7 separate regions of the Mus musculus genome follow, and regions 2, 3, 4, 5, 6 and 7 are each linked to region 1. The links are chromatin contacts, called in public Hi-C, HiChIP or PLAC-seq and promoter capture Hi-C maps. All regions are on one chromosome and are shown on one strand. Each heading gives the region's core, a stretch centred on a gene start, on an enhancer-like site or on the middle of the called end of the contact. The rest is flanking DNA. Distances are from core to core; before and after follow the strand shown.

Evidence for each region. Promoter capture Hi-C pulls out the DNA fragments that hold promoters and counts their contacts. Hi-C and Micro-C count contacts between places; a contact is called where the count stands out from the background. HiChIP or PLAC-seq counts read pairs in DNA pulled down with a chosen protein or histone mark.
Region 2: a contact with region 1 is called in a promoter capture Hi-C map of pre-B cells, with 8 times the contacts expected there. The contact joins the enhancer-like site here to the promoter of Cdkal1 in region 1. A contact is called at or near these places in 10 of 39 promoter capture datasets (the 3T3-L1 cell line, the HPC-7 cell line, HPC-7-derived erythroid cells and 6 more), 11 of 484 Hi-C or Micro-C datasets (the HPC-7 cell line, the N1E-115 cell line, cranial neural crest and 8 more), 4 of 115 datasets of contacts at active chromatin or transcription factors (embryonic stem cells, large pre-B cells, regulatory T cell precursor and 1 more) and 3 of 9 other capture datasets (adipose tissue, liver and pancreatic islet).
Region 3: a Hi-C map of B cells shows a contact between it and region 1, with 8 read pairs. The contact joins the enhancer-like site here to the promoter of Cdkal1 in region 1. A contact is called at or near these places in 7 of 39 promoter capture datasets (the C10 cell line, the HPC-7 cell line, hematopoietic stem and progenitor cells and 4 more), 1 of 484 Hi-C or Micro-C datasets (B cells), 5 of 115 datasets of contacts at active chromatin or transcription factors (cardiomyocytes, double positive thymocytes, embryonic stem cells and 2 more) and 2 of 9 other capture datasets (adipose tissue and liver).
Region 4: a promoter capture Hi-C map of hippocampal neurons shows a contact between it and region 1, with 2.8 times the contacts expected there. The contact joins the enhancer-like site here to the promoter of Cdkal1 in region 1. A contact is called at or near these places in 8 of 39 promoter capture datasets (the 3T3-L1 cell line, the C10 cell line, cranial neural crest and 3 more), 1 of 484 Hi-C or Micro-C datasets (uterus), 5 of 115 datasets of contacts at active chromatin or transcription factors (the 230-238 cell line, the SCID.adh cell line, embryonic fibroblasts and 2 more) and 1 of 9 other capture datasets (adipose tissue).
Region 5: a contact with region 1 is called in an H3K27ac HiChIP or PLAC-seq map of stem cell-derived neural progenitor cells, with 5 times the contacts expected there. The contact joins the enhancer-like site here to the promoter of Cdkal1 in region 1. A contact is called at or near these places in 3 of 39 promoter capture datasets (the 3T3-L1 cell line, liver and pre-B cells), 3 of 115 datasets of contacts at active chromatin or transcription factors (embryonic stem cells, large pre-B cells and stem cell-derived neural progenitor cells) and 2 of 9 other capture datasets (adipose tissue and liver).
Region 6: an H3K4me3 HiChIP or PLAC-seq map of bone marrow-derived macrophages shows a contact between it and region 1, with 6 times the contacts expected there. The contact joins the enhancer-like site here to the promoter of Cdkal1 in region 1. A contact is called at or near these places in 4 of 39 promoter capture datasets (embryonic stem cells, hippocampal neurons, liver and 1 more), 1 of 484 Hi-C or Micro-C datasets (bone marrow-derived macrophages), 2 of 115 datasets of contacts at active chromatin or transcription factors (the NIH/3T3 cell line and bone marrow-derived macrophages) and 2 of 9 other capture datasets (adipose tissue and liver).
Region 7: a contact with region 1 is called in an H3K27ac HiChIP or PLAC-seq map of large pre-B cells, with 5 times the contacts expected there. The contact joins the enhancer-like site here to the promoter of Cdkal1 in region 1. A contact is called at or near these places in 7 of 39 promoter capture datasets (the 3T3-L1 cell line, the C10 cell line, the HPC-7 cell line and 4 more), 1 of 484 Hi-C or Micro-C datasets (embryonic fibroblasts), 2 of 115 datasets of contacts at active chromatin or transcription factors (large pre-B cells and pro-B cells) and 2 of 9 other capture datasets (adipose tissue and liver).

The regions. Positions count from the first base shown.
Region 1 is chr13:29,853,827-29,858,128 of GRCm38.p6, reverse strand. Cdkal1 (CDK5 regulatory subunit associated protein 1-like 1) reads left to right here and starts at 2,456. Exons shown (of 16, transcript NM_144536.3): 1 at 2,456-2,566; 2 at 3,188-3,231.
Region 2 is chr13:28,414,493-28,418,474 of GRCm38.p6, reverse strand. The region is part of intron 1 of Gm40841 (a long non-coding RNA gene); the gene reads left to right. Among named protein-coding and RNA genes, the nearest start is that of Gm40841, 5.0 kb to the left of the region's middle. Within about 2 kb of position 2,549, at least 117 of the 459 cell types and tissues checked have an H3K27ac peak or open chromatin away from gene starts, as enhancers often do. A contact at or near this core is called in the HPC-7 cell line, the N1E-115 cell line, forebrain and 5 more, where this site is marked.
Region 3 is chr13:28,500,739-28,504,773 of GRCm38.p6, reverse strand. The region is part of intron 7 of 2610307P16Rik (RIKEN cDNA 2610307P16 gene); the gene reads left to right. Among named protein-coding and RNA genes, the nearest start is that of Gm40841, 81 kb to the right of the region's middle. Within about 2 kb of position 2,428, at least 107 of the 459 cell types and tissues checked have an H3K27ac peak or open chromatin away from gene starts, as enhancers often do. A contact at or near this core is called in B cells, the HPC-7 cell line, adipose tissue and 3 more, where this site is marked.
Region 4 is chr13:28,756,065-28,760,137 of GRCm38.p6, reverse strand. All of the region lies in intron 3 of 2610307P16Rik (RIKEN cDNA 2610307P16 gene), which reads left to right. Among named protein-coding and RNA genes, the nearest start is that of Mir6368, 47 kb to the right of the region's middle. Within about 2 kb of position 2,502, at least 286 of the 459 cell types and tissues checked have an H3K27ac peak or open chromatin away from gene starts, as enhancers often do. A contact at or near this core is called in the 230-238 cell line, the SCID.adh cell line, adipose tissue and 5 more, where this site is marked.
Region 5 is chr13:28,688,036-28,692,421 of GRCm38.p6, reverse strand. All of the region lies in intron 3 of 2610307P16Rik (RIKEN cDNA 2610307P16 gene), which reads left to right. Among named protein-coding and RNA genes, the nearest start is that of Mir6368, 21 kb to the left of the region's middle. Within about 2 kb of position 1,826, at least 51 of the 459 cell types and tissues checked have an H3K27ac peak or open chromatin away from gene starts, as enhancers often do. A contact at or near this core is called in stem cell-derived neural progenitor cells, where this site is marked.
Region 6 is chr13:28,598,926-28,602,843 of GRCm38.p6, reverse strand. All of the region lies in intron 6 of 2610307P16Rik (RIKEN cDNA 2610307P16 gene), which reads left to right. Among named protein-coding and RNA genes, the nearest start is that of Mir6368, 110 kb to the left of the region's middle. Within about 2 kb of position 1,898, at least 89 of the 459 cell types and tissues checked have an H3K27ac peak or open chromatin away from gene starts, as enhancers often do. A contact at or near this core is called in adipose tissue, bone marrow-derived macrophages and pre-B cells, where this site is marked.
Region 7 is chr13:28,542,588-28,546,575 of GRCm38.p6, reverse strand. All of the region lies in intron 7 of 2610307P16Rik (RIKEN cDNA 2610307P16 gene), which reads left to right. Among named protein-coding and RNA genes, the nearest start is that of Gm40841, 120 kb to the right of the region's middle. Within about 2 kb of position 1,970, at least 77 of the 459 cell types and tissues checked have an H3K27ac peak or open chromatin away from gene starts, as enhancers often do. A contact at or near this core is called in embryonic fibroblasts, where this site is marked.

The DNA.
Region 1 (4,302 bases), core at 1,207-3,706:
TAACAATAAGAATTTTAATATGTTGAGGTTCAGGCCTTGAGAAGTGAAGGCAGGAGGATCAGAACTTCTTAGCTACTCCTTCCCTCCCTCCCTCCCTCCTTCCCTCCTTCCCTCCTTCCCTCCTTCCCTCCTTCCCTCCTTCCCTCCTTCCCTCCTTCCCTCCTTCCCTCCTTCCCTCCTTCCCTCCTTCCCTCCTTCCCTCCTTCCCTCCTTCCCTCCTTCCCTCCTTCCCTCCCTCCCTCCCTCCCTCCCTCCCTCCCTGTCTGTCTTTCTGTCTGTCTGTCTTTCTGTCTGACTGTCTTTTTTTGTGGAGCTAGCATCAGATTCTTGCTTATGACAAAAGCCGAGGATTCTGGGCCTAGGTAAGTTACCTGCTCTACGGCAAGGGAATGTGGTGTTCTCATTGCTCTAGCAAGGGTTCCAGGTTTCAGGAGTCTGAAAAGAGAAATTTACTTACACACTTAGAGCAACGCCATTTATGTGACCTGCTAGAGCAAGCGAATAGCTGGTGCCAGAAGTTCAATACTCTGACCTCTAGTGGCTACTTTATAAGATGCCCTTCAGCATTCCTCCACAGACTGGAGGTGATTTCATGTCCCTGTCTAGCAGCATTTAAGAGCTTCAGCTCCTCCCTCTTACCCTATATTTTGAGGCACTCATTCACTAGAGGCAGCCTTTCTTTTGATGTTGCTACAGCATTCCTCCTGTTTTCTCTTTGTTCACACTATCACTCTTTCTTGTTGGGTTCATCCACTCTTGGGGGGAAAAAATCTTCCTTAAAAATTACTGTTGTGCTGGGCGGTGGTGGTACACACCTTTAATCCCAGCACTTGGGAGGAAGAGGCAGGTGGATTTCTGAGTTCGAGGCCAGCCTGGTCTACAAAGTGAGTTCCAGGACAGTCAGGGCTATACAGAGAAACCCTGTCTTGAAAAAAACCAAAAAACCAAACAACAACAACAGCAACAACAAAAAATTACTGTCATATAGTTTTCAGCCAGGGGAGCCTTATTCTGTCAAGTAATTTCTTATACAGGATCAATCTTCACAGTCCCTGTATCCAACATCGATTCTTATGTGCACCCCTTGTTTTGAAATTAGAGCTGGGTTTTGGTCACAGGCTGTGGAAAGTCAATGTAAATCACAGCACATTTAATGCCCAATCCCTACAGTTCACATCTACGTTTGTCCCATTCGCCTAAGAAATAGACTTATCTGTCTTAAGACTGTCGCTATTATGTCCATGCAATCTCTGCACAAACAATTCATATGCACTTTTTAAAGAGCGAATTAAACTCACACACATTGTGTCTCATGAAAAGTTATTGATTGGTTTAAATTCAATAGTACAACCGATAATTGCTAAAGTTATAAACTAAATCTGTTTTTAATTTTTTGTAATTTCTGGATTTATTATTCCTTTGTCCATTGGTTTTATTATTGCTAACATTTTCCCATTCAGTTTTCACTATGGAGACAAAAGCAAGAAAACAAACAACAACAACAAACCTAGGGTCAGGAGATGCAGCTTAGTGGTACAGTGCTTGCTTAGCATGCAGAAGTCCCTGGGTCCCAATACACAGACTGCTAAACCACTCATCCTTCAACAAAAATCTTCATCCCTTTGAAAACATAAAGATTTTGTTCCATATTTTTCACATCATTCCTTTCTTTTTGCTTTTTAAATATAAAGTTATGCATTACTGACAAAGAAAGTATAAAGGTTTCTTCTTATGTATTCTTATGGAATTATTAAATGAAACCTGACTACCTCGGCTGAATTGTCTCTGCAGAAGCAGAAATATAAGCCTACTGCAGTGGGCCACAACCGTAATCCCAGCAGTAGGAGGTAGATGTGGGCACGAGTTTGGTGTTAATTGACTTCTGTTATTCGATAGAACAACTATTATTTTAGTTATTCTTCTCTATAGAAGAGAAGGAAATTAGTTGGGCATGGTGGAGCATGCTTTTAATCCTAGAGATCTGGAGGTAAAGGCAGGTCGATCTGTGAGTTCGAGGCCAGTTCATTCCATATAATGAGTGACTGTGCAATTAAGGTTTTATAGAGAGATGCTGTCTCAAAAGAGATAGAGATGATAGATAGATAGATAGATAGATAGATAGATAGATAGAGGAGGGAACTGATAAAATGTAATGAATGTAATGAAAATGATTTACTCCGGAGGTAATTATTCTGGTAAGTATTTAAAGTCTCCAGTCCCTTTTTGTGAATAATGAGTAGTAATAATAAATGGCAAGATGTTTATGTTAATCTCTTAACTGTGCAGGACAAGTTATAAGGTTATAACTTAGCAGAAGTTAGTTGATAAGCTAACATAATGAGGTAGGAGTGTATTTTCACCTTTGTTTGTAGAAGAATGTGGTAATAATTATAGATAAAAACAAACGCAAACTTGAAACAACGATCTGTTTTGACCTCTCCGGTCTACCGTCGCGGAGCATGCGCAAATCAGCCCGGCGGGACACAAGTGTCATGGCGCTCTCCATCTGAAGTCTGTGCAGTTTCCTGGCAGGGGCTTGTGGTTTTTTTCCTCTCAGTTCGGACAGGTGAAGTTCTGGATCTGTGTATACTGGGGCAAATGGATCAGTGCTCAGCGACCGTGGGCCGAGCTGCATTTTGGGCGGAGCTTCGTTTCCGCAGGTTTTCTCCTTTGGGCCGATCGCCCGCTTGTTCTCGCAGTTTGGAAAAGACTTGGCGGCTGGCGTGGAGAGTCGGACTCTGGAGCGCTGCCTGGAGAGAGGCCGGCGTGGCGGCAGACACTGCTGGCTGGCGACGTCAGGGACTTCCATTCTGCTCTAGCCTCATTTCCCCTCTCGCTTTACCCGTGAATGTACTTGTGCTACGCGATCAGGGCTTCAGGAGATGAGTGTTTTGCACTGAAGTTGGGCATAGGGGCAGAGGTCGCTTGTGTTTTTGCGCCCCCTTCCCCTCTTTTCTTTGCTCCCTTGCTTAGAAAACTTTCCTGTGTCATAAGGGATCACTTGTTTCTTACTTGGTGATTTTCATTGTGCTCAGGTGTTACAGTGCAGGGTAGCAGTTTAAAAAGTGGCTAGATGCATCCTTTTTTTTTTTTTTTTTTTTTTTTTAAGGAAGTTGTAAAGAGGTCATACACTGGTTTTATGAACTTATAGGGTACTCGCATTTTCTAATTAATTTTAATTTTTCAGATTCATCTTTCAAGAGGACTTGAGACCAATTTCAGAAAATCAAGGTATTGGTTTATTTTAGTTTCTAATATTTGAGTAATTAGTTCTGCATTAGAATATGAAGAAAGATGTCTTAAGTTTTTAGTAATTAGCCAGTATCATTTTGTGAAAACTAGATTTCCCTATAACTTCATCGGAGAGACATTTTTGTATCTCTTCCTTAGTTTTTCATTTTCATTAAGAAGCGAGACATGCTCTCTTTCCCATTTGTGGCACATCTGTTTTCTTGTTTGGCTGTTGCTTAGTCCCTGTTATATCCTACTTCTCTACCTGGCTGTTAAATATGACTTTCTTTCTTTTTTTAAAATATGTATTTATAATTTTATGTGCACTGGGATTTTGCCTGCATGTATGTCTTTGTGAGGTTATCAGATCCTGGAATTACAGACAGGTAAGAGCTGCCATGTGGTTGCTGGGAATTGAACCCTGGTCCTCTGGAAGAGCAATCAGTGCTCTTAACTCTGAGCCATTTCTGCAGCCCAAATATGGCATTCCTGAAGGCTTGTTTCTGTACCTCTTCTAGCTGGGTTGTCTTGTTTCTCTCTCCCTCTCTCTCTCTCTTTTTTTTAAAATTTATTTTTATTTTTTAAATTTGTTGAGATGTTGTCTTAATGTTTATCCCTTGTTAGCCTGGAACTCACTATATAGACCAAACTTGCAAGTGCTGGGATTGAGTGTGTGCACCACCATGCCAGGCCAGATTCTTGTTTCCTTTCTGTGCGATGTGATTCACTGCTGTTAAACATGGCTACTTGTCTTTGTAATTCTCATTGTCTTCGGGAGTGTGAAACGGTATATCTTTGTGGGTTTGAATGGCCTTTCCCTCATGGCTGACTTTACTGACAGCTCTCTGTGCTTATCAGATACTTATATATCTTGTTTGGAAGTATGTCTGTTGGGATCCCTTTCCCGTATTTTAATTTGGGGTTGTTTGTATTTTTGGGTTCTTTATTTACTCTGATGAGAGGCCCTTATTGTATTCTATGAGTTACTACTGTTTCCTCCCACTGCATGCTCTCTCATGGTCTTCATATTGTCTTTGAAGCATGAGAATTGTTTTGTTTTGTTTTTTTCTC
Region 2 (3,982 bases), core at 1,300-3,799, 1.4 Mb after region 1:
AATAAAGGAAATTCTTTAAGGAAAAGGGAGGGTCCTCCTGGCACCCAGCTATAGATGGTGACCACAGGTGCTGCTGCTGATCCTGGCACTGGGGTTTGTGGCTGTCGAGCTTGCAGGGGTGTGTGGCATGAGGCAGGGCACGGCTGATGTCAGTGTGAAGAAAGCTTGCAGCCTGCTTGAGGCTGTAGGAAGGAGGAGGGTGGCCTCTCATTGCCTCTGTCGGGGCTTGGCTGGTACTAGAAGCTTGTAGATAGATAAGGGTGAGCTGGGTGAACTGAGCTCTGAGCCGGGAGCAAGCAGCTTTCCCAGTTGTCATGGGGGCTCCTCTGGGACGCCTGTCTGGCCTGTCCTCCCACTGTTTGTTAGAAATTCTACAAAGCGGCTCTGTGTGCTGGATTATGTTTGGCCAGCTGTTGGTGCATTCCTGAGGGTGGGGTGGAGACAGGATCTTATTACTGTACTTCCAAACTGTAGATCTATGTGGGGAGAGAGAGAGAGAGAGAGAGAGAGAGAGAGAGAGAGAGAGAGTGTGTCAGGATGTGGTGGGGAGAGGAAAGAAACGCAAGCAAGTCTGATAATCCCTTCTCCTTCTCCAGGTTGTGCTAGAGGAGCATTCAGAAAGGCTATGAAGTGAAAGAGAGAAAGGAGAGGGTAAGGGGTGGGAGCACAGTGGAACAGCCATGAGACAAAGCAGAACTTCAAAGCTGCAGAGACGAGCAGAATGTCAGCAGCTTGTAATTAGCGGTTCATGGTTGCGTCAGAGACTGTATCTCTCCAAGAATAACTGTGTGCTGTGTGCCACAGAGTGCAGAAGACAGTCATAACTAAGTTATCAAGCACAGTTCAAATGAGGGCAGACACATGAAGGCATTTTCTGTTTGAAAATTAAGCAGGGCTGAAGTGCACATCTCACTGGCTGGATTCTGCCTAACTTCTGGCAGGAAATGCTCAGCGTATAGGAGGGTGTTTGTTAGATCAAACAGGGGACCCATAAGCATGCAGACTGAGCATGCAAGCTCCGTCCCTGTAAAATACCGTCCCAAACAGCCCGGTACTGCACTGCTGGGGTCCTGTCTCCGTATATACCCATTCGCTTTTGTATGCCAATGGGAGAAAGTTAAAAGTACACCCAAGGACATATGTCCCCATTAGATTCTAAAATCCCTACTATAGAATTAAAACCTGACTGCAGGTTCTGAGTTGTTTTGGTATTCTTAATTTATACGCTGAAGAAGCTCTTTTTTTGCAATTATCTTGTTGGTAACCCTGTGAGGAAGCGACATACCACTATATGATGTTGAAGGGCACCTTTCCCTTCCATCCCCTGTCTCTGTTATTTGGAGGTGTGGGGCGTTCTCTGGAGCCTCCAGGAGGAGCTGGTGGGAGGAGCTGATTGGCTAGCAGGCTCAGCGTGTTTACTCTTATTTGTTTTCAGTGCTCCTTCGCAGCGTGCATTTAGTATTTGTATTTGTGTTCATGCTGCACAATTACTACTGACCAGCTTTGTTTCTCTGCCCGAAGCGAAGTCAATTTTAGTTCAGCCCCTGCAGTTGAGTCCCTGGACAATATGCACATATGTATTATGTTACCCGTGTATGCACTTTTCCTTTTAAAAACGTGGATTAAGGAAAATTGTAGGCAAGGAGAGACGTGTATATGAAATCAATAGCTTTTTGAATCACATGTAATATAATTTAAATATACTCACTTTAAGATTGCCAAAGCCTATGTTGTCTGAGCCCAGTTAATTTACATCTTCGATTTAGTCAAGAGGTGGAACCTGCCAGATCAGAATGCTGTATTCTGTGCACCCAACAGGGTGGAAGACATTATTTTGTTTGTGTTAGTTCAAACAGCTGGTCATTAATGCAGTCCCCATTTCTAGAGAGAAACGCTGGTGGACATGAATGGCTGTCTGATTAATGCTGCCCCTCGGAGGGTCCTTCACCCAGCCATGCTCCTGCAGAATAATGTAGCATGATGTGATTGCACTCTAACAGGATAGTATGTCATTGTGTCACCAAGCAATTGAGGTTATTATGGGGCAGGGCAGACAGACGGGACAGTGGGGTTACTAGACCGTAGCATTTTTAGAAATACAGGCCTGACCTACTTAGAGTTATTCTGGCAGGCAGCTGCACGGTACATAAAGTCTCCTGATAGGCTGAAGCTGTTGCTAGGGGGAATTAGCATGAATTTTTCCACACAGAGACTCAGCGACTGAATGATAAAAGCTGACTGGAATTAAAGAGATTTGGTTTAGCATTGTACAGATTGATCTGCCTCAGTTTTTTTTTTTTTCTTTCTCAAGTGCCAAGAAAGAGTGCAAAAAATAGAGACTTCTTTTTGTTTGTTTGTTTCTATTAGTTCTTTGACCTTCTCCTTCTCTTCCTTCTGCCCTTCATCCCCAAGAGCCAGGAGGGCAGGAGAACAGAGCAGTTATGAAATTTTGGTTAATCTCTTATTGCTGGGGTCATTGAAACCATGTTGCAAATGGCATGATATTTAAGCTTCAGGACTGCTGGGCGTACCTAGCAGAAGGGCAGATGGGTTTTTTTGGTCCCCTGTGTATCAAGCTGTTTTGGAGTTGGGCATGCATCTTTTATACACTGTATATTTTATACACCCCTTTCCCTTTTGGGCTTGAACAAAACATTTACATAAATTCTTTTCTATCCAAACAGATTGAAGCTTGCAATTGCTGGCTTGTTTAAAATAAGATAGTAAGATAGACAAGATTCCAGATTTAGAATATATATATATATATATGTATACACACACACACACACACACACCATTTTTTTATTACAAAAGTATTTTTTTCTGGGCTATGTTTGTCTTTTGAAAAGTCCAGTTTGGTGTTTGTGTTCAGGGATAGAATTGAACTGCTCCCACCCCACCCATTTTGTTTCCCAGTGTACAAAAAGCACTCTTTTGTTTGTTTGTTTTGTTTTGTTTTGCTTTGCATTTTTTTTTCTCTGCAGAAGAAAGTGTGGCTGTAGAATCCAGTCTGGAGACTGCTTTTCCATGTTGCTGACATGGGCACTGAGTAGAGAGAGCTCACATAATCAATTTTGCAACATGACCCACTTTCCCTCCCCAGCATTCCCAAGTGTCTGCAGTTTTAATAGCTCTTTACAAGAAGAGGATTTTTTAATAGATCATTTAAAAATAATCTGAAAGTCCATCAAGAGAAAAATTAAAGCAATGCGTATTCAAGAATACTTTGGTTTTTTTCCCCCCTCATCTTAATTATATGCTATCTGTGGTGTTTGTGCTGAAAGTAGTTATTATTCTGTTATATTTATTTGAAATTAATTTTTGTAAGAAAGTCCTAGGAGTTCACAAGTAAACAAGGAGCTGAGGAGCATAAGTCCTGGAAAGGAGAAGGAAGAGGGTGCTCAGCTGTGTCGCTGGATTTCCTGGCCATGTGTAAAGAGGCAAGAGAATATTTATTTGTGGATTTTCTTATTTCCATTTAGGTTTAAAAAGTATTCAGAACTATGTAGATACAGGCACTGTAGTGAAAACAAAGCAAGAATAATTTAGTGGTATCTAACCCAGAAAGCTATTGATCATCCCCTTTAAAAAATCCATTGAGTGCTGTTTATGTTTTAGACACCTTAGGAAAGAGAATGTGGTAGGGTTGAATTGTGCTCTCGCTAGCTAGGAGTGTCCCCACAATAGCATTAATCATGAGGAGCTCCAAGCAAGAAACCATCTTTCATAATTGAATAACTGGTCAATTTGCTTTTATGAATATAAAATATCCTTGGGTGTTCCTCTTTACAAAGTGATGCATTTTTTTTCAAAATTGTCTTATCAAAGGAATATTTTTGGCCTTTCTTCCGTTGTAATTCACTTTGATTAAGTTGGTATAAAGGTACTTAAATATTTAAGTGCTAGAATATAGAAATAAAAAGTCAACTTTAAAACCCCTAAATAAGGACATATTTTAAATTAGTGTTCTTTAATACATAGA
Region 3 (4,035 bases), core at 1,179-3,678, 1.4 Mb after region 1:
GCTAGACTGGTATCATTTTCCTGCGTCCTGATCCTTGAGATGGAATCAGCCATTGTGGATGGCGATGCAGGCATGGAGACAAGGGGAAAGCAATTTAGGAATGGGATCTGTGTTATGGTGATATATATATATTTTGGTTAGGTTTGACAACTTTTGGATGCAGCTTCGGTTTCTTAGGATAAACTCTCTTTAGCACTCATCTCTAAAATGGTTCAAGGCAGTGCAGTTGTTGCCAGAGGAGCTCACTGAGCTTGGATAATAACACTCAGTCCTGTCTGCTGGAATAAATAAAGAACAGCTGGTCTCTTCTACAAATACCGTTGGCATGAATTTTTTATTTAAGTCTCTCAGTGTATCTAGTAAACAGCCATATCTAACATGAAGCAAAGGCTCCCAAGTCTCCTTCCAATAAATTCCCTTCACTCCTCTCCATTGATGAGTTCAGGGTGTAGGGCAGGGTTAATGACCAGAGAAGGAATGTTGGGAAAAGTAGTTGGGAGCTAGAGAAAGTAGGCTCTTCTTCTGCCTCCTCTCCCATTTAAACCTCAGCTTCTCTCTAAAAGATAACACATTTTTTTTCAGACTATTTCTTGGGAAAAGGAGACTCAGAAAGGCACCTTTTGGCCATTCTCCATGTACTAGGTAGAGAGAGATTTATTCATATTAACATGATTCTCTGGACCCAGACTGCTTACTGGGAGAAAATTTCTATTCACTGTAATGGGTAGACAGTGGCAGGAAAGTCTCTTAGTCCCTTTTGAACGGCAAGTAATGACATTTGTCTTCATGTCCTAACAAGCTTAGTAGAGACTGAACACCCTTCATTTTGTTGTAGAAAACAAGAGATGTGTCCAAAGAACATAGCTAATGTTATTCTCCTCCTCCTCCTCCTTCTTTTTCTTCTTTTTGAGATAGGGCCTTGCTATATACTTAGGCTAGCTGGCAATTCAATCCTCCTGCTTCAGCACCTGCTCCCCATCACCCCAAGTCCTTTGGAACTGTAGCTCTGTATCACTAACCTTGGCAGTTAACATTCTTTTAAATAGCAGAATGAGATGTTCTGTACCTGCTCAGTTAACTCGGAGTGTTAAGTAATAAAGACAATCACTGAGCAGGCTGTAAGCCTGTATAGCAGACGTAGGTTCATAGTGTGTGTGTGTGTGTGTGTAAGTGTAAGACAGGATCTTAATGTCTAATCTCAGCTGTCAACGTGTGATTTAGACCCACTGTGGAAATCAATTCATGTCTACAAGGCTCCTTCGTAAAAAGTTGAACAGAGCTTAGAAGACCCACCCGAATGTGGCTGCAACATCCCATGGGTTGAGGAAACAGGAGAAAATGAGCTGAGCATGCCATGGTGGGTGCCATGTGACCAGTTGCCTCAAGCTTCTACCACCATGCCATCCCTGCCACCACGGACTGTATGCTCAAACTATGAATGTAGATAAACCCTTCTTTCTATACAGGGATGGTTTCGTATGTTTTGTCATGGCAATGAGTAAATTGATTAGCACAGGGCCCATAGCTAGGAGTGACGGCTCACATTCATAATTCAAGCCATTGTACATCCCTGGGGCCACTGAGGATGTGCACAGACGTATTGAGAGCCCTCATCGGAGATGCTTAATGGCGTTTTTCCATGGAGGGCAACATGGCTGTGAGTGGCCTCAGATGGTGAGGTCCTAGCTAGCCCTTCTCAGCTGACACTGTTAGTGTTCCCCTTCCTTACTCCTCCCTTTCACACTACATCAGTGGGAACACATGGTGGGTGGCCAGATTGGTGAACAGTGTGCTGTGGAAAGACCTCCTGTCTTTGAGTCCAAGAAGCGGGAAGTGAGCTCAGTTATTCTGTCCCAAGGTTCACGTAACCATTATCCAGCCTGTTCTAAGAGTGACCATTTCTATCTCTGGAGAGATGTAGTCTGGGAGGCCTGGAGCCCCGTGAGATGAAGCAGAGATGTGTCCATTTATGATGGTGGACATAGTAGGGAGTCTGTACACAGATCGAGAATGAAATGATTAAGGGTACGGTATATTCACATAGTGCACACACATGTGAAGTTTGTCCCAAATAACCATCTGATAGACTTTAATACCAAACTACTGATTGAGTGCCAACAAGAGTATCTTGAGAGCACACAATGCTTAATTTATATTTAGGGAATTTCCGTTGCTTGTCACAGGGCTTGTAAAATTTAAACAGAAAAGAAGAGCAGGCTCTGAGAAGGTGGGTGGGGAGTGTAGAGACCTGGGCTGTGGCTGCCAGTATTCCTTTAATGTAAAGCCACCTGAAGCCTTTTTGTTTAATAGTAAAGTAATTCCCACATGGTTTCCGCTCTTTCAAAGTCAGGCCTCAAAAGCGCTGTCTGCTGTAGCCTTGGCCTCTGCTTGCCTCTTTGTCAGCTGATGCTTCCTGTCTGCTTGCTGATAGGAAGTGTAACCAAAACACACTGCTGCAGGGGAGTTCCCAGGCTGGGATGCCTCCTCCCAACCTAGAAGAGAGGGCTACCTCCCTCCCTCAGGGGCCACCTCCCTCCCCCAGGGGCACATGTTTCTCTGGGAGAGACTGTCCCAGTGCAGAGCCCACTCTGAAAGTGATCACATGCTTTCTTTACTGTGAGCACATTCTAGGCGCTTCCCAGCTTAGTTAGTTTTCCCCCCATCTAAAGCCTCAATTGCAGTAAACTTTATCCCTCTGAGGAAAATACTTTTTTTGTTGTTTTTGTTTTTTGTTTTTGTTTTCCTTTGAAAGTTTGAGAAGTGCTCAAAGATCCTTAGAAGGGCAAATGCTTAGTAAATAGTAAAACTTGTGTGGATTTCTCTGATCATTTGTACTTTCCTTACACAAATTCTACCTGTGACCCCGTCTGTCCCTCACCCTTTAGAGTTTATTCTTCCCTGTGTTGATGGAGTTCACGATAAACCCAGGAAATCAGTTAACAAATATAGTCCGACTGTGCACTGCTTGCTTTCCCTCCAGAATGGTGTGCCATGAGTTTGTATTAAGTGTTTGTGCCATGTCCTACTGTTAATGTCGTTAAAATACCGTGAGGTGATGAAGTCACCTAGGTGGTCAGAGGACTAGGATCTTGGCTCTCCTCCATTGCTTGTCTAAGTTTTAGAGCTATTTGTCCATTTTCAAAATGAGATCGGTGGTGCTCATCTTTCTATTTGAGTTTTAGTTTTTTGTTTTGTTTTTTAAATATTTTTCTTCCCACTCAAGTCACTTAAATCTTGGGAAGTCTTTCAGAGGTACAATAGGGCATACACAGAGAAGATCATTTTGCCCTGACCAGTAAAGATGCTTTCGAAGCACTGCAGTCAGTCACTGGCTTTTAGAGTGGACCAGATGAGTTTGAGAGCTGTGAACTTTGTAGCACTCCCACAAGGTCCCTTGGTACTGTCATTAAGTAGCCTAGTTTCCTCGTAATGTCAAATGAGAAAGAACATGTTGAGAACAGAGCCAACCTCAAGAAGAACCTGTGGCCAAAGGGTTTTCATGAGCCTCAGAAATCACTTATGGGAAACCCTATCAGGAGGAAATTATCTTATCTGCTTGAAAATTAAATGACAGATTTTGTCTCTTATATAATCTGTCCCCAAGAGGTGTTTCCTGTGTATTTCTAGAAGTTCCTTGTCTAAGATGCTAATTCAGAGCCTAGGACTTTTCTTGATTTTTAATTGTCAGTTACTTACACCATGGCTTTGAGTCAAATGGAAACAGAAGAACCAGCCATGATCCCAGCACTAACCTATAGAAATGTCTATGTGGTTTCAAATCTGCAACACCAAATTTGAATGCTCATATCACTTGTTGAAGTTATAATTGTCGTGGGTGTGAGTGAGCGAGTGCATGTCCTGGGTGTGTATGTATGGGTAGGTGGATGGGTGGAACATTTGTGCATGAATGCACGTGGAGTTCACAGCACAGCTTTGTGAAACTAGTTCTCTCCTTTGACCATTCTGTGGGTTTCGGTTCCAGGGGATCGAACTCAGGTCATGAAGCTTTTTGTCAGGATATCTTAATCACAACAC
Region 4 (4,073 bases), core at 1,253-3,752, 1.1 Mb after region 1:
CAAGACTGTTACTGTAAATCTACTTCCTGTTTCCCACACCTTGACTAACTTCTGCCATCAAAAGGAAAGTAGAGGTTAATTAGCCTCTGTACTGGAATGGTCCATTTTACGGATTCATTGGCTCAGCTCTTGAAGCCTCGGCCTAGACCTCAGAGTAGAAGGCTGGAGTCTGAATAGGTCTTCTATTTAAATTCTTGTTTGTCCTACCCTCCTTTTGTGCTTCATTGGTCCTAGGAATGAAGAAGGGAGATAAGAGGTTGAAAATCAGATTCTTCATTTAGAGCGCAGCAGTACTTTGGAATTCTGAGTTGTCATTATTGGGTCTTAACTTCTTTTAGCTTGAGAAAAGACAGTGTTTCTGAGTGTTATACACGGTGGGGGTGGGGGTGCAGTGGGACCTGAGTTGTATGTAGCAAGGGTATGCATCATCTATTTGAGACTATATTTTTTGAGAAATACCATTTTTGATGCCAACAATTGTGATTGATATATTAGGCCAAATCATAAAAGACTGCCTATCTTTTGGTGTTTCATGCCTTTTGAAACAGTTCAGCCTTTTTTGTTTGACTTAAATGGAAGTCAGTGAGTTAGGCTATATGAGATCTCTATTTCTCTATTTGGAAATACAGGGTGACCTAGGGTTGGTTATGTGCCAACTCATGTAGTGTGTGTGTGTGTGTGTGGTGAGGGGGGGAAGAGAGGGGAGGGGGAGGGAGAGGCGGGGAGTAGGTGATTATATTCATGTGCCTGGGGTCAAAGGTCAAAGTAATGTTTTTGTTAGTTGCTTCCCACCTTTTCTTTTTTGAGACAGGATTTTTCTTGGGAGCCCAAACTCACCAGTTGAGCCAGGCTAGCTGGCTAGGGAGCCCTGGGGCCCTCCCACCTTCCTTTCCCCAGCTCTTGGATTTCTGGAGCACACAGCTGTGCCTGTCTTTCATGTGGGTGTTGGAGATCAGACTGAGGACATCATATTTGCCCTTGCTCAGTAAGGACTTTATGGACGGAGCCATCTCCTCGAGCCTGATTTTTTTTTTTAATTTATATTTCAATCATTAACAGAACTATGACATAATCATTTTCATTCTTTGGTTACTGTTGAGTCATTTATGAAAGATCTGAGACTTTTTAAAAGAAAGATTGATTTTCTTGCACAGTCACTGTGTATAAACTTCTATGCTTATACCAGACCCTTTCACACCAAGGGTTTGTTGCTTATTGATTCGCGCATATTAAAACCAGGATATGAAAGAGTCAGTTTACCAGTATGAACTAGAAAACCCTAAAGAACTTTAAAAAGAAAGAAGGAATGAAAAAGCCATCTGGGGCCTGAGCAGCAATTTGGGGTTTACTGATGCTCTGGTTGGCAGGCTGTCTGGGCAGCTGGATCTAGGTTGCACCCTGAGTATTTTCTCTTTCCATTTGGACAGGCATGGAGGTGTTGAGTCCGTAATCTGGACCTTGTGAGAGCCAAGTCCGTGTTATGGAGTAGTTCTGTTTTGCACACGGTTGTCCTAATTTCCCCTCTTCTTTACTTGCCCACTAGAAGGGAAAAAAGTAATCAGAGGTGTTGCTGGGTGGAGCCCTCCTTTGATTGCAATGCCCCAGGGGTTTCTAAGTTAACAAATTAAAGCTTTAGGGCTGACTGAGCCGCTTGCTTGGTCTTGGTGGGCGCAGCAGCTTTTCCGTGCCTTCTCATGTTCCTGCCCTCCCTTCCCACTCCAGAAAAGAAACTGAACTCAGAGGCTTTGCCTGAGGAAAGGCTGGCTTGAGGAGCCGAGGGACTGATGACCACAGCTGCAGAGAGGGAAGGCCAGCATATTCTTGGAAGGTGTGGGATGAGAAACGCACTCCCTTCCCTTCCCTGCTTTTGCAGTCATGCCTGGTGTGCCTCAGAGCTAGGATACACGGGCGGGGGAGGGTGGAGCGTGGGGAGGGCTAAGATTAGGGAGAGAGGAGGTGAAACTCTCCTGGGAGTTGGAGACCAGAAATAAACATCCAAAGGAGCTGGGACAAACCCTCTGGCTGCCCTCCTGAGGTTCAGGGGTGGATCAGGAGGGTCCGAGCCAGGGAGGCAGTAGCCTGAGTCTTGGAGGAGGAAGATCTCGCTGGCTGCCTCCTCCTCCTCTCTGCTGGGGTCCCTGAAGCCAGTGCAGGAAGTGGGCGGGATTCTGCTAGAGTTTATTGAAAAAACAGCTGCCTGGCTCCATTTCCCTCCCCCACAACGGCCCATCCTCGCTGTGGCTCAGGATAGAACTATGCTGTAAACTTTGGCATGAATCAAGCATGCTGATACTCTCTCAAACAGCAACTTTTTCTTTCTCTCCCCCCTCCCGCTTTTTTTTTTTTGGCACAGAGTCATTCGTTTGAGGCTGGGGGAGAGGAACAGAAAGACTAAATAAAATGTGGTACAGTGGTTCTAGAAATGATTTGATCTGGTCCAGTAAAGGTCCAGAGTTCACCGACTGGACCTGAAGGACCCAAGTGAGAATAAGGTCAGGAGCCAGTTTTTGAAAGTGGTGAGCAGACGTCAGGACTTGAAGGCCTGCTTGCTCTTTTTCTGTTACTGTCATAACGTCTTGGACAGAATCTACCCTAGGAAAACACTGTCAGTGCCTGTAAGTTTGTGACTTCGTTTTTTTGACCAAGAATTGCTTAGGAGGTTGAAGGGGACAGGAAATAGCTAGGAGCCAGGGTACCACTGGGCAGAAGTATATATGTGTGTGTGTGTGTGTGTGTGTGTGTGTGTGTGTGTGTGTGTATGTGCGTGTGTTGATTAGGACCCGCAGATGGCAAGCAGCAGCTGTTTTATGGTGTGAATTGTTTGCTCAGAAGATTTTCAGAAGCTAATTCTCCGTGGAGGTTGGTTTGCCAAGTGACTTGTTTCCTTTTTTCTTGTTTCCCGACCTATTTTCCTCTTTGTGTGTGTGTGTGTGTGTGTGTGTGTACCCTAGCTGACCTTGAGGCTCTAAGAGTTGCTTAAAACCTGAGACTGTTAAGTTCTGAGAGGGTTGCTTGCACCAGGAGGCTCCTGGCTCAGGTTTACTTCAGACCTGAAGGTGAGGGCGGATGCAAAGGAGAAGGCTGCAGAGGGAAGGGCTTCCCCTGTCTTGTCTGAGATCCGAAAGGCTGTGCCTGGCCCCCCTCTGCTCTGGCTTTACTGTGAACTCTTGCTCTTGCGTTGACCCTTTCCCTTGGCCTTCTATTAAACCTGACCTGTGTCTCTTCCTCCACTTAACGTGAGAGAATATTTTTTTTTTCAGGGACATTTATGAGTAGTGAGTTAAGATGTCTCTAAAATTCACTAGTGGTAGAGGCCTTAGGGCATGGTTAACCAGTTCTGTTATCCCCCTTCAATATTTTCTTTCTGTTAATACCCCATGTGTGGCTTGTATTTGCTTGAACAACTCGAGAAAGCATCCTCAGCTGTATTGTAGGAAGCAAAGTAACTCTCACGCTCTTGCATGAAAGCATGACACAGAGTCTGGGGCCCTGGGATGGTAGAACTTAAAAGGCCAATTAATAACATTTATTTGTTTTTGTTTTTGGAGAACCCAGGGCCTTGTGTATGCTAAACACAGGCTCTTCCAACTCTGGTCTACATTACTTATTAGTAATAGAGGTTACTTATTATTGTTATTGTTTTGTGTGTGTGGTATATGGTGTGTATGCATGTGTATGGGGTCATGTGTATGCGAGTGTACATACAGGCCAGAGACTGGTTATTATTGGTGTCTTCTTTAATTATTATTACTTTTTAGATTTAATATTCATTTTTATTTATTTTATATTATGTATAGATGTGTATGCATGAGCATGAGTTTGTATTCTTAAGTGCAGTGCTCACAGAGGCCAGAGATGTCAGATTCCCTGGAGTGGTCGTTAGGCACTTATGAACTACCAGACATAGGTGCTGGGAACAAAACTCAGTCTCTGCAGGCACATTGCGTGCTCTTAGCCCCAGGGCAGTCTCTTTACTCTGCAGTCCCCTCCACTTTATTTTTGAGGTAGTGGTTCCACTGAACATGGGACAGTGAACTGGAGCTCATTGCTTCAGCAAGATTAGCTGGAGAGCC
Region 5 (4,386 bases), core at 577-3,076, 1.2 Mb after region 1:
CTGATTCCCACCTCTTTACCTTGATTTACACTCTGTTAAGGTTTTAAGTAGGGAAACTGATATCTCTGCAAGAGTAAGAGGATGAAGTCACTTATCATGAAATTTCTTTAAACCTTTAATTAATTTAAACAAAATCCAGTTTCTCTGGAAGGTATAGTCATGTCTTCCTTTTGTGGCTGGTTGATTTGTAGATTTTTGACTGTATGGGTTTGAGTCATGCTGTGACCTGAAAACTATAATGGGGTTATTTGACAAAGAAATGAGTACAAACCTTGGCCACAGAACCATTCTCAAACAAACAAACAAACAAAAAATCATATTTAAGTAACGAACTAAATTAAAATTTTTTAGTACTTCAACAAGACTAGTCAGTCAGTGTTTGTTACAAACTGGAGTTTAAAGGTGGGATTTGCATGACCTCTTCCTTGTGGTTCTTGCCTGTCCCTAACCAGCATATGGATCTCAGCTCAGAGCCCTGATCCCTCTTCAATAAAAGAAGTTTGGGGGCATATCAAACTCTTGCCAAACGGCAGGCATGTAGGAAAGACTCCATAGTCAGTTGATAGTGAGAGACAGAGTTAGTGGATGAATTGTGAACAGTTGACCAGAGAGGTCACGTTTCTCCTGTGTATCTGCTGCCCAGGCAGGTATAGTCAGACCCTAGGAAGGAGGCCTTGGCTGTTCTTTTAGAGACACAGCTCAGGTGGCCTTCAACTTTGACATTCAACCTTTTCTCATAATGCCCTTCTTGTGTTGCTAACTCATTAATTAAGTCAGGATCTTATGTATCCTAGAGTGGCTCAATGGATAGTGAGAAGATGGCCTTGAATGTCTGATTCCCGTAACTCCACTTCCTTTGTGGGGTTATAGGTGTGTACAAGCAGGCCTGGTTTGGTTTATGCCAGGCTATGTTGAACCCAGGGCTTTGTACTAGTTGATCACTGTACTAACTAAGCTAAGTAAGCCACACCGAAGCCCTGGTGTCACTCTTTTAAATGCTCATGTTGTCTGAGGAAAGCTGTCTTCTTGAGCTTGTTCCTAAATTCTGGCAAAGGATCCATGAGTTAGCTTCATGCCCTGAACACCCATGTTTCCACTGGTGTTGGCACCTAGCTCATGTACCATTCTCAGAGGGAGATCTTTAAAAGTCAGCGGTTTTTTTTTTTTTTTTTAATTAAAAAAAAAAGTGAAATAAAAATATGCTTGTTTTCTGCCCTGGATGGATGAGCTGGCGTAGAGGCAAGGCCAGTCTTTGAAATCTATAGGTGTCCGGTTGCAGGAGCAACCCCACTGACCCCACCACATTAGTAATGGTCTGCAAGACTTGCTCTGCCAACAGGCCTGGCTGGGTGTGCACAGATGGTGCCAGGTGCAGAAAATGACTGCCTGGCCCTTCAAGAAGGTCTAGGCTCTCTCTGGCTTCCACTCCAGGGAACGGCCCAGACTGAGCCTAGGTTGTTTGCAGACCTGGTCCTGCTTAATGTCTACAAAACCAGTCAGGGGCTGTTCCTCCCCCCATTACTTAAGTAATGCTTTATTGTCATAGTTAGGTCCTTCCTGAGCTGTTAGGCATCTGGGACTTTTACAGGGTCTTATGGCCTTGGGGTTGCTCCACAAGGGAATTTGAAACTAGTACTGATCTCATTCCAAGGAGCCAAGTATAATGCCCTGCTTGTTTTCCTAGAGCCATTTAGCATAAGGAAAATGTGAGTGTGTGCTCGGGGTGGGGGCAGGGAGGACTTTTCAGAGTCTGAGTAATCAACTTAACTCAGGGGTAAAATGAATTTTATTCTACCAGGCAGCACACATGGGCCTGGTCTTTCTCGCTACCCTGTTTCTGCGCTATCCAGGATACCCCAAGAGCTTACATAGTCAACACTCCTTGTGTGGGGTCAGGAATGGAAAGAATGACTGTGTTCCCCAAAGATGGGAAAGAAAAGGACCTCGTTAACATTCAGCCTTTGGAAACTGTGAGCCCAGCTTCCTAATTAGCAGTTTTATTCTTTGAAAATTCAGCTTTCATTGCATCACCCTGAAGCTAAAGGAAAAATGCACAGGCCTGAAATATCTCTCCCTCAGCTGTAATTGAGCTGGTGGGAGACCTTCTGGAAAAGTCCTGATGTAGCATGGGATGGTGGTGTGGGCGCCTGTCATTGGAGAAGCAATGGTGGACCATCCCGGGTTCTGAGTTTTATTATTATTGTTGTTGTTGTTGTTTCTTTTAAGGTTTTATTTTATTTTTAATCATGTGTCCTTCTGTTCTTGTGTGGATTTGAGACTGTGAGTGCAGTGATTGCTGAGGCCAATAGGGGGCACTAGACACTCTTGATCAGGAGTTACAAATGGATGTGAACTCCTGATGTGGGTGTTGGGAACTGAATCCCAGAAGTCTATAAGAGCAGCATGCTTTTACCTGTACCATTTTTCTGGTCCTCTACTTGGATTCTGTTTTATTCTTTTTCTTTTTCTTTCCCTTTACTCTCCAGGCTTCTCTCTCTGTTGGCTTTTATGTCTCCATCTAGGTTGGTATTGCCATTGTACCTTGCTCCTAACTTGGCCATGAATTTTTGGATTAGTGGGTGAAATAGCTTACTAAATGTTTTATTCTGGAGGAATTTCTATTGGAGGAGCCACAATTGTGAAACATGAGCATGTTTTTTTAAGGATGTGACCTGAGAAAGGTTTACAAAAATTTCATTAAGTGAATATAGTTTCTTTTTCATCCTGATGATGTGAACACACAGATCCTGTTGCCCACATGGCTGTGCTTTTGGAATTGAAATAAAGAAGCATGATATAGAAGGGCCCAGAGGGAGGGGACCTTTCTGAGCTTGCTGGGGGTGGGGGTGGGCAATACACACTGAACTACAACATGGCTTGCTAGAAGTCTGGAGAGGGCACCAGAGGATAGAAGTGTAGATTTCTTGGCTGAAAGTAAAACCCAGGCATGATAGGATCAATTAGTTGTGGATCAATTAGATGGAGAGAGGGATGTCAAAGGTGACTCTTAAGGATGGGGCCTAGCATCTGATAGATGGTGAGACACAGTGGAGGGATGAAGATGAGAAACTTTGTGCACTGGTCCACAAGTCCTGGGGTATTGGAGTATCTGTGGCAAACTTTGAGAATGTACCCTGAGGTAGACACATGTTTGGTGGTGAGGCCACCAAACTGAATAAGATTGTGGGAAATAAAGGGCAGATCTCCAAGAACAGAACTAGAAGCACACGCATGTGCCTCCCCTCTCCAGCAAGTGAGCAACTCTGTGCATTTGCCAGGGAGAGATGAATAATAAAAACTAGCAGTTGATTGTGTCCAGACCACACTTGATGAGTATGAGGAGAATTCGCAACAGTCTTTGGGAAGGTAGGAGCAAGTGCTTGATGGTAACCCAGCAGTGGGATTTTGTGAGGCTCTGGGCCGGTCTGCAGATGCTCTCTCATTTGAACTCGGTGCCAAAACAAACTAGAACATAGAAAGCTGGGGCTTGAAGTACACAAGCAAGCATCTGCCAGTCCATTTAATAGCAGGAGCAGGAGGAGGCCAGAGGGAACATGTATCAAGGCCAACGATGAAACCTGGTCAAGAGGCCACATCAAGCTGGCTTGGCACGCAGGCCTGGTGGCCTGGTAATTATACTGGTGCCTGCCTTACGTGGGCCTTTTCCACTGGGTTTAAAAAAGACTTTCCTCTAACTACTGGGTCTTCAAGAAGTTGGGCCACTTCTGCCTGTGGTGGTGTTTCATGTGGAGTCTGCTCTGTGCTGTGTTTGCTGATTCAGTCATAACAGCCTGAGAGTCCTGTCCTGTCCTTACCACCTCCAGACAGAGCTCACAGGAAGTTTGTGAGGACATACCATTCTGGAAGAGGCCATCATAAACCATGCATCTTCATGGCTAGACTAACGCATGTGCCCTCGACCAAAACCTTCTCTTTGTAAGCACCCTTGCCCCAGGCTTCTGTTAAATATTTTGGCATAAATATTAGGGAAGGGACTCAAATGAAAGAAAATTCGTCTGGGTTTATCTTCTTTTGAATGCCACAGACTGTGTGGAATTCATCAAAGAAAAGAGGTTAAATTTGGCTTGTACTTCTAGTACAAGGTTGAAGGGCTGTGTCTGGAAATGGTCTTTTAAGTTTTATTGACTTAAACAGTCCTCTTTCTCCCTCCCTCCACCCCCATGTGTGCACACCAATGCTGGTACATATTACAGTATTTATCTGAAAGTCAGAGATGGCTTGTGGGCCACATTTCTCTTCTTCTACCCTTGGGTTCTGGGACCAAACTTAGGTCTTGTCTGGCTTGGTGGACGAGCACTTTTATGTGCTTAGTCATCTTATCAGCACTGGTGAATCTTGGGGTATACAGATCATGAGGATGTAGAA
Region 6 (3,918 bases), core at 649-3,148, 1.3 Mb after region 1:
CCCTGCTTAGATACAGTAAAGGAAGTCAACCCTGGAGCTTGCTCCCAGGGCTTTGTACTTGCTGGGATGGCCTCCATCATCTTCCTTCCTAGTGTTATTTGTTTGTTTCAATTTTGAGACACCGTCTCATGTAGATGGTGCTCAGCTCCACCTTTCTATGTAGCAGAGCTGACTTTGAACTTTCCATTGTTATGCCTCTACCTCCCAAGTGCTGGGGTTATGGGCATGTTGTTCTTCTTAGCTTGTTCTCAATTGAGTGTGCTTTATGGGAAATCAGGATGCTTACTGCAAGATACTGTGACGCCATACAGCCTTTGGGTTAATGGCAGCTCTGCCCCCATGTCCTCCTGAGGACCTCACTGAGTATCTGTGGAGGGCCATTTCTTGATCTGTGGAAGGAGTACTGTAATCTTGTGAAGTCACAAGAAAAGAGCCCTTTCAGGAAATTGTTTCGTTAGGCTTGCTATCCTCCCATGGATTTCATTGAAATCTCAGTTGAATACAATGTAGTGTGTGGTCACCTCTCATCCAGTAACAAGCAGCTGTTTTAAAATAATGCTGTGAGTATGCCTGCCTGCCTCCATTATCCTGGAGCAGGCACCTCTTCTCTACCCTTTTCTGGCTTAATAGACCCAATGCCATTATATCCCCTTTGTATATTTGATTTCTCTTCTAGGTGGCATTAAGCACCTTTGGCTGCTAGGTTATCTCACAGCCCCATTTTATATAGTTAACAATATCATTTTATAAGTGTAGTATTAATTAGAGTCCTGGCCAGTGCCCACTGCAAACCTAGGCTCATGCCATTGGCCATTAAAAACTTCTACACACAATTTGTCATGTAGTTTACAAGGACATGGATTGGTCATCTTTCCATTGCTATGATGACATGTCTGAAAACATCACCATATGAAGAAGAAAGACTTACTTTGGCTTGCAACCTCACTTTTGTGAGGTCACTTTGGCTTGTGAGGTCTCATTTCATGGACACTTCCCTGTTGCTTTGAGCTTATAACAGCAAAATGTATCATGGTGGGAGAGTGTAGTAGAAGACACCTTTTAACCTCACGATGGCTGGGAAACTAAGAAAGATAAGATGGGTAGGTGGCTGGGGTCCCCAGTATCCTCTTGAAGGACAGCCTTCCAATGGGCTAACTTCCTCCTGTAAGCCCCACCTTTTAAAAATTCCACCCCATCTCATTTTGTTCTGGGGTGATTGACCTAGCTTTTAATACACAGGCTTCTGGAGGATTTTCTGGATCTAAACTTCCCCCATTATGTTGTGCTGGTACAATACTGCTGCCCGTTCCCTGTGTCCTTGGTAACTCCAGAGAGCCAGGACCATGCAGTGCAACCCGAACACCACTCCTCCTCACCTTTCTTCTTGGGCGTGTTCATAAAGGTGGAGTGAGCTCTTTGCCTTGCAGAGGGCCATTTGTCCTTTAACCCAGAAAGTGTTTAATTCTGAGAAAGCTGTGTCTTAGCCAAGCTAAACACTTTCTCAAAAGGTTCAATAGCTATGCGTTGGGAGAAGAATAAAGGTGCTCTCATGAGACAGAATTTAGTTAGTTTGAGGACAGAAATTCTAGTGTGCTTTGTTTTTTTGTGTATTGAATAAAACCTAGTGAGGACCACGCTGTCTCGCTCTGCTGTCCACCCTCACCTCTTGCCCTCTCAGCTTGCTAATCTATTGAAACCAGCCTGTATCTTTTCACACACATCCTCTCGTGTTTTCTCACTTCCTATTTTTATGAGAAACTAACTTTGCTGTGTTTAAGGCACTTTAAGACATCCCTCTGTTTCAAAATATCCCTGCATGCATTTGCGCATGGAACCTCATTTCCTGCTTTCATTTTGGTCTCAGTCAGACTGAAGTCTGACTGAAGTTGGGGTGAAAAGTTCTCTCTCCGGAAGTGTAGTCAGTGCCCAGAGCAGCTCCTCATGCCCCTCCCTATGCCCGCTCCCGGATGTGACACTTTGGAAAAGGCAACCAAGGAAAGGCATCTGCTATGGTCTGTTTGCTGTTGGCTCTTGATCTGTTTGTGACCCTGAGCCCTTGATGAATGCGTGATACTTACAACTGGTCCAGGGACTCACTGTATACTTCTAAGTGTCTGCCTCAGGGTTTTAAGGTGGAAAGCTGTAACCTGCAATCATCGTAGTTGCCAGAGATCAACACTAAAAATGAAATAGGAAACAAGAAGAGAAGAAGATAGAAGTGAGGTGCCTTAGGTGTGGTTAGATGGTGTTATCTCATAAAAATTGTGTTTGGTGGCTCTATGTGCATGTACACCTGTATACCTATACTTTCCTAGGGCTCTGATTGCTTTTGCCTGAGTCCTTGTTGGTATGTACTTGACCCCTGCCATTTTTGTTCAGGCTTCACCCAAAGTGTCCATGCTTGTCACTGTGTGCATTGTAAAACACATTGTTACTTTGTTGTAATTGCATTTTTAATTTATATGAGTTATGGATCCCATTTATTTCTTTGTACCACTTCCTCTGGGCATTATATTTTCAGTTGCTCTTTATTGTGTATATATCAAATTCATTTTATTCAACTGCTCATGGTATGGTCTACATTTTATTCATATTCTCCCCCAGGGAGAGTCACATTTTCTCTGTATCATGTTCCCAAAAATATGACTGCTACAAGAAATTTTAGATAGATCCCTCATTGGAGAACACCAAGGAGTGGGTATTTTGGATCTAAACTAATGCATTTACTGTATCTTAGGGTGCAAAGACAGATGGTGGCATGTTCGCTGGGTAAGTTTATAAAGTTTTCTTAGACCCCTCACCAGTACACACCATGCCAGTTTGAGTGTTAAATACCCACTTTCCCCACCAGCCCAGGGCATTCTTAAACCTCCTACTTTTCCCATTTTCTAAGGTGAATGTATTTGTTTTAATTTGCTTTGATTATTGATGAGTGGTTTCCTTAGACGATCATTTCTTCTATAAATTTTCTTTCACAATTATTTAAAAAATTTCCACTGAAAGTGTACTTATATTTTTTTTCCTATTTATACATCGGTACCTTTTATATACTCAGGGAGGCCTTGCGTGATTCTTCCCCATGGCAAGCGTATCTTCTTTTGATTCTTCTCTGTGAACATTGGTAACTCTGTGTGTGTGTGTGTGTGTGTATTTCTGCCAAGGCTTGCAGGAGGAGGTCAGAGGATAACCTTGGGTGCCATCCCTTCTTTGAGACTAACTGGGAATGCCTGGCTAGCTGTGGGTTTTCCTGTCAGTGCCCTCTGTCTCTCCTTTAGGAGTGCTGGGCTTTACAGAGTGAACTGCTTTTATGCAAGTTCTTGAGATTTGAACTCAAGTTCCCAAACTTGTGTGGCAAGTTCCTTTACCAACGGAGCCATCTTTCCAGCCCCATTATACTGTTTATTGAAAAGAACTCTCCAATTTTGATGCAATTGCATTGCATTGCATCAACTATCCATTGGTATTCACTTTGTTCTGTTAAAATAAGAAATCCATGGTAGGTAGAACCAAGGTTCATTTTCCATAGGCAGCCCTGTTCTGAGTGTGTGGCTACTTTTGATTCTCTGATGGGTCCCTTTGTCTTTCTCCTCTTTCAGGTTCATGCTGTTTTGCCATTATCAGTTTTAGTTTAGTTTGTTTGTATACTTAAGTCTTACTTAAATTTGTTATGGCAGCAGAAAACTTACTAATGCAAGCATTCGTCTAATCTCTTAGAGCTAATACATGACAAAGCTAATAATACCTATAATCCATAAAATAATGCTAAAATAGCTACAGAAAGTGAGGATTTAGGATTGAGTTCTATATTTTTTAATTGGATTTTGGTATCCATGAACTTTTCTTCTCCATATATATCTTTAAATATTATTAATATATTAAGTTTTCTAATTTATAATAGAATTTTAATGCAAATACATA
Region 7 (3,988 bases), core at 721-3,220, 1.3 Mb after region 1:
ACAATCTCCCAGACATACCCAGAGAGTGCTGGATACTCTTGAAGGACAAGGGAGCTGTAAAAAATTTCAGAGACAGGCTTCCTGAAAAGGAACAATGTCTTAGCTGAAATATTAAGGAATGGTTACATGCTATGTGTAGGAAACTGTAAGTAAAGAGACCAGGTGAGAGAAAGAATAAACTTACTTGGAGTTTAAACTCCAAGTTTTCCATCTGGTGTAGTCAACCATGGTCTGAAAATATTGTTGTTGTGCAGTGAGGAATTAAGATCCTTTGAGATGGGAGGAGGGGGGAACTGAAGCAAAGAAAAGGAGGGGGACAGGCATTCCTAAAAGTAATATTCTGAAATAAAATGTATTTGTTCTAATTTATCCATTATTGTTAATCTCTTACTATGCTAACTCAAAGTTAAATGTTGTCATAGGAATGTACATATAGGAACAGCTTGGTGTGTGCACAGAGTGTGTGTACTTATAGGAAAAGCATAGTGTATATACCGAATGGGTGTGTACAGATAGGAAAATCATAGTGTGTATACAGAGGGGTGTGTACAGATAGGAATAGCATGATGTGTGCACAGAGTAGAAGTGTACATACAGGAAAAGAATGGTATGTGCATAGAGTGGGTATGTCTAAATAGGAACAGAATGATGTTTGCACACAGTGGGTGTATACATATAGGAGCAGGATGGTGTGTGCACACAGTGGGTATATACATTTAGGAGGAGCATGGTGTGTGCACACAGTGGGCAAGCACATATAGGAAAAGCATGACTGCACAGGGTGCAATATTGTGCATGGTTCACTATCACCTGGAATATTTGTGCTTATCTCATGCTGATAAGGGGTTCTGTAGCAACCAAAATTCATTGAATTTGCCTGGATGTGCAGTGCCACTGTGAACTGCAGTGGCTGAAGCTACAGAGGAGTAGCTGGTGCAGTAAATCAGACTCTGGGGTGGGCATATCCTAGGGCACCACGAGGAGCTGTCTGAAAGGCAGAGGGTGGCCTCCGGGTGCCAGTCAGGTGTGGTGAGACACATTCCATTGGTGCATTGGAAAGGACAGGCTGATCACAGCAGGGCCTGTCACAGTCTGCTGAAGCAGGACCTGTAACCCAAGTAGCAGGAGGAACTTTTATTCAGCCTGTGGAGTGATGCTGTGAAGGAATTGAAACCCTTCAAGAGCAGAGCTAAAAACAGTGGGGGGAGAGGAAGTGTAATTTGCTGTCTTCCAGTTTCCTTCAGATCCCGCCTGCTGCTGACCTGTTAACCATCTCAGAGCCTGGGCCCCACATAGACTGGGCATCCCCACAAATCAAGGCAAGCTTTGATTTCATTAAAATTGTATGCCCTTTTCCCTTCTGCTAATCCAACTCTTGGGCCTTAAAAACAAGCTGCTTTTTTTTCTTTAAGTTTTGAATAATTCTAGTGTTTACACAACCAAAATTTAGTATAAAATTTTAAATTCCTGAAACACAAAATGTAGCTCAGGATCCTTTCCTAGTGGCCTGAGAGTACAAATCAAACACACACTCAAAGGTAAGGCAAAGAAGCTTCCAGAAAGCGGAAATACTTCTGTCAAGTAGGCACCTAGTATCAAAGTGGGTCAAAATAGCTCAATGTGTGGACGGGCATAGCTGAATCTTTGCTTACACACTTTCCCCTAGCCCTTTCTACATAACACTTTCAAGAAACTCCTCTGAGAGATCATGCCATCTTCCAGCAAAAGGTGGTGAGTGGACTTCAGTAGGCACTGATGGGAAAGAATCCAGTGCTAAGGGTGTGGGTAGACCTCATGCAGACCCAGGTCCGCCCAGTCACTCGATAACCCTGAACTTGGCTGCCTCACTCTTTGCTGAGGTCCCTCAGGTGGCCTCATTGTTTTTATTACCATGGTAGAAAGAGTATGTGAAGCCTTGCCTGGCTGGCAGTCTCGTTGCCATGGAAACCTCCATTCCACACACCTGATTCACACATCACGCTCCGCTAAATCCAGACAGAGGTCACAGACTGGCATTTGCCCTTTGTCTCCCCTTCTTGTGTTTTCCAGGCACTGAATGGATAGAAAGAGATGGGCAGTCAGCAGCCTTGCAAGAAAGCTTTGCTGTGAAGAAGTTTGTGAATTCCAGAAAAAAAAAAAAAAAAAAGACTGGTAGCTGTGAAGGGCAAAACGGGGGGGGGGGGGGGGGGAGGGGCGGGGGGGTTTGCTGGGGAAGACTGTGTACATCGAAGCTTCTCCTTGCAGGCAGCCTCTGTCCTGGGTTGCATCTGAAAGTGATTTTCTGGGTTCCCGGGTGAGCGTGGAAATGAGTCTAGCAGATTCCGGAGCTTTGGCTCCTTGGGGGGTTTTCTGTCCCATTTCACTGAGTTGCCTGATAACCTCAGCGCCAGGGTGTGTGCGTCAGGATTGCAATGTGGGCTGAGGCGCACATTAGCCACAGCTGTCTATTAAGAACCAAACGATCTGATGATCCGTCTCAGAGCCTGGTTTTTCTTTGTGTCATCTATAATATTTTAGAAGGCAGACGCCATCTGTAGGATGTTCTTTTTCAGGAAAGTTACTGTGTTTGAAGAAGGCTTCCAGTTTTCCTGGGATGGTGATTATTAGTTTTTGCTTGTGTTACTCATTTGATAGATTTAGAGAAAAAGAGATGATAAAAAAATCAGATCATGAGCCTTTCTCTGTGAGAATTTCTTCTTTGTGCTTTGATTCGTAATCTTTTGATTCTTATTTGTTTAGGTAGCACAGGGCATTGAACATACTAGGCAAATGTTCAATTACTCAACCATATCCCCAGTCCTTGATTTTTTTGTTCCTAAGGTTAGATTTTAAAGACAACTTTAAAGAGAATCAAAAAGGGCATTCACAGGACATGACATCAGTCGCCACACACTGGGGTTCAGGTATCATGTGTGATTTATGGGGTATCTCAGCAGAGTCATAGCAGGGGTCTCTGCGTGTGTTCATCTCTGCTGACTTACTTCCCTTTCCTCTCATTGATTAATGCCCCTCCATTTTGGTCAGCCTCTGTTGACAAAGTACCCTCTAGCTTCAGCAGTACGCCGGACCTGGGTTTCAAATATCACTTCCCTATATCCTTGAGCACACTACTTTTATTTTATTAAATTTGGTTTATTAGTGTGTGTAGGAAAATATTGCTGTGACAGTAATCATAAACTTTAGTGTCAGTGTAGTGCTGCTCTGTATCCAGGATGAATCCTGTTATGCTAGATTATTCCAGAAACAGCATTTGCCTGAAGGAATACTCTCACCATCCAAATAATTGCCATTTTCCTGATTTTGCTTATGTGGGGATATGTGCAGCTTAGTAGGTGGATGGTGGGCTGAGAGAAGAAATATTCAAAAGTAGAGTGCATATATACTTTCTCTTGTCTCTGTATATCCACTGGGTCCGTTTTAGGAATCTCATTGTAGGTTCATGATGCATAATAAGGTTTCTCTTCTCAGAAGACGAATTGTCACTCCTGATGCTAGCAGGTGTGGCTCTCCATCCCATTCTCCAAAGTTGTGGAAGAACGTGGACGGATTCTGATCCCGACCATCTTAGTCCTACTTTGCCTTCTGGCGTCCTTCTCCTTCCTCTTTTTTTCCTCTGTATTTCCACCTCCCTTCCTTCCCTTGAAGTCTTTTCTTTCTTCTCTTCCTCTTATACTTATATGGCCCGTAACGTTGGCCACTGCAAGCTCTTTAAAATGTTCAGTGGCATTAAGTACTTAACATTGTCATGGAACCAAGCATTGTCCCTGTCCTCCCCATAACTGCATCTCTTTCACGATAGAAACTGTTAAACATTAACTCCCATTCCCACTTGACCACCAGGGCCCGAGGCCAACCATTCTTCTCTTTGTCTCTGAAATTAACTACATTAGTTATAGAAGTTGAATGATGAGCCCTTTTGACTCTATGTGCGTGTGTGCATGTGTGTGTGTGAATTATGTATATGTGTATGTGTGCCTTCTGTGAGTGT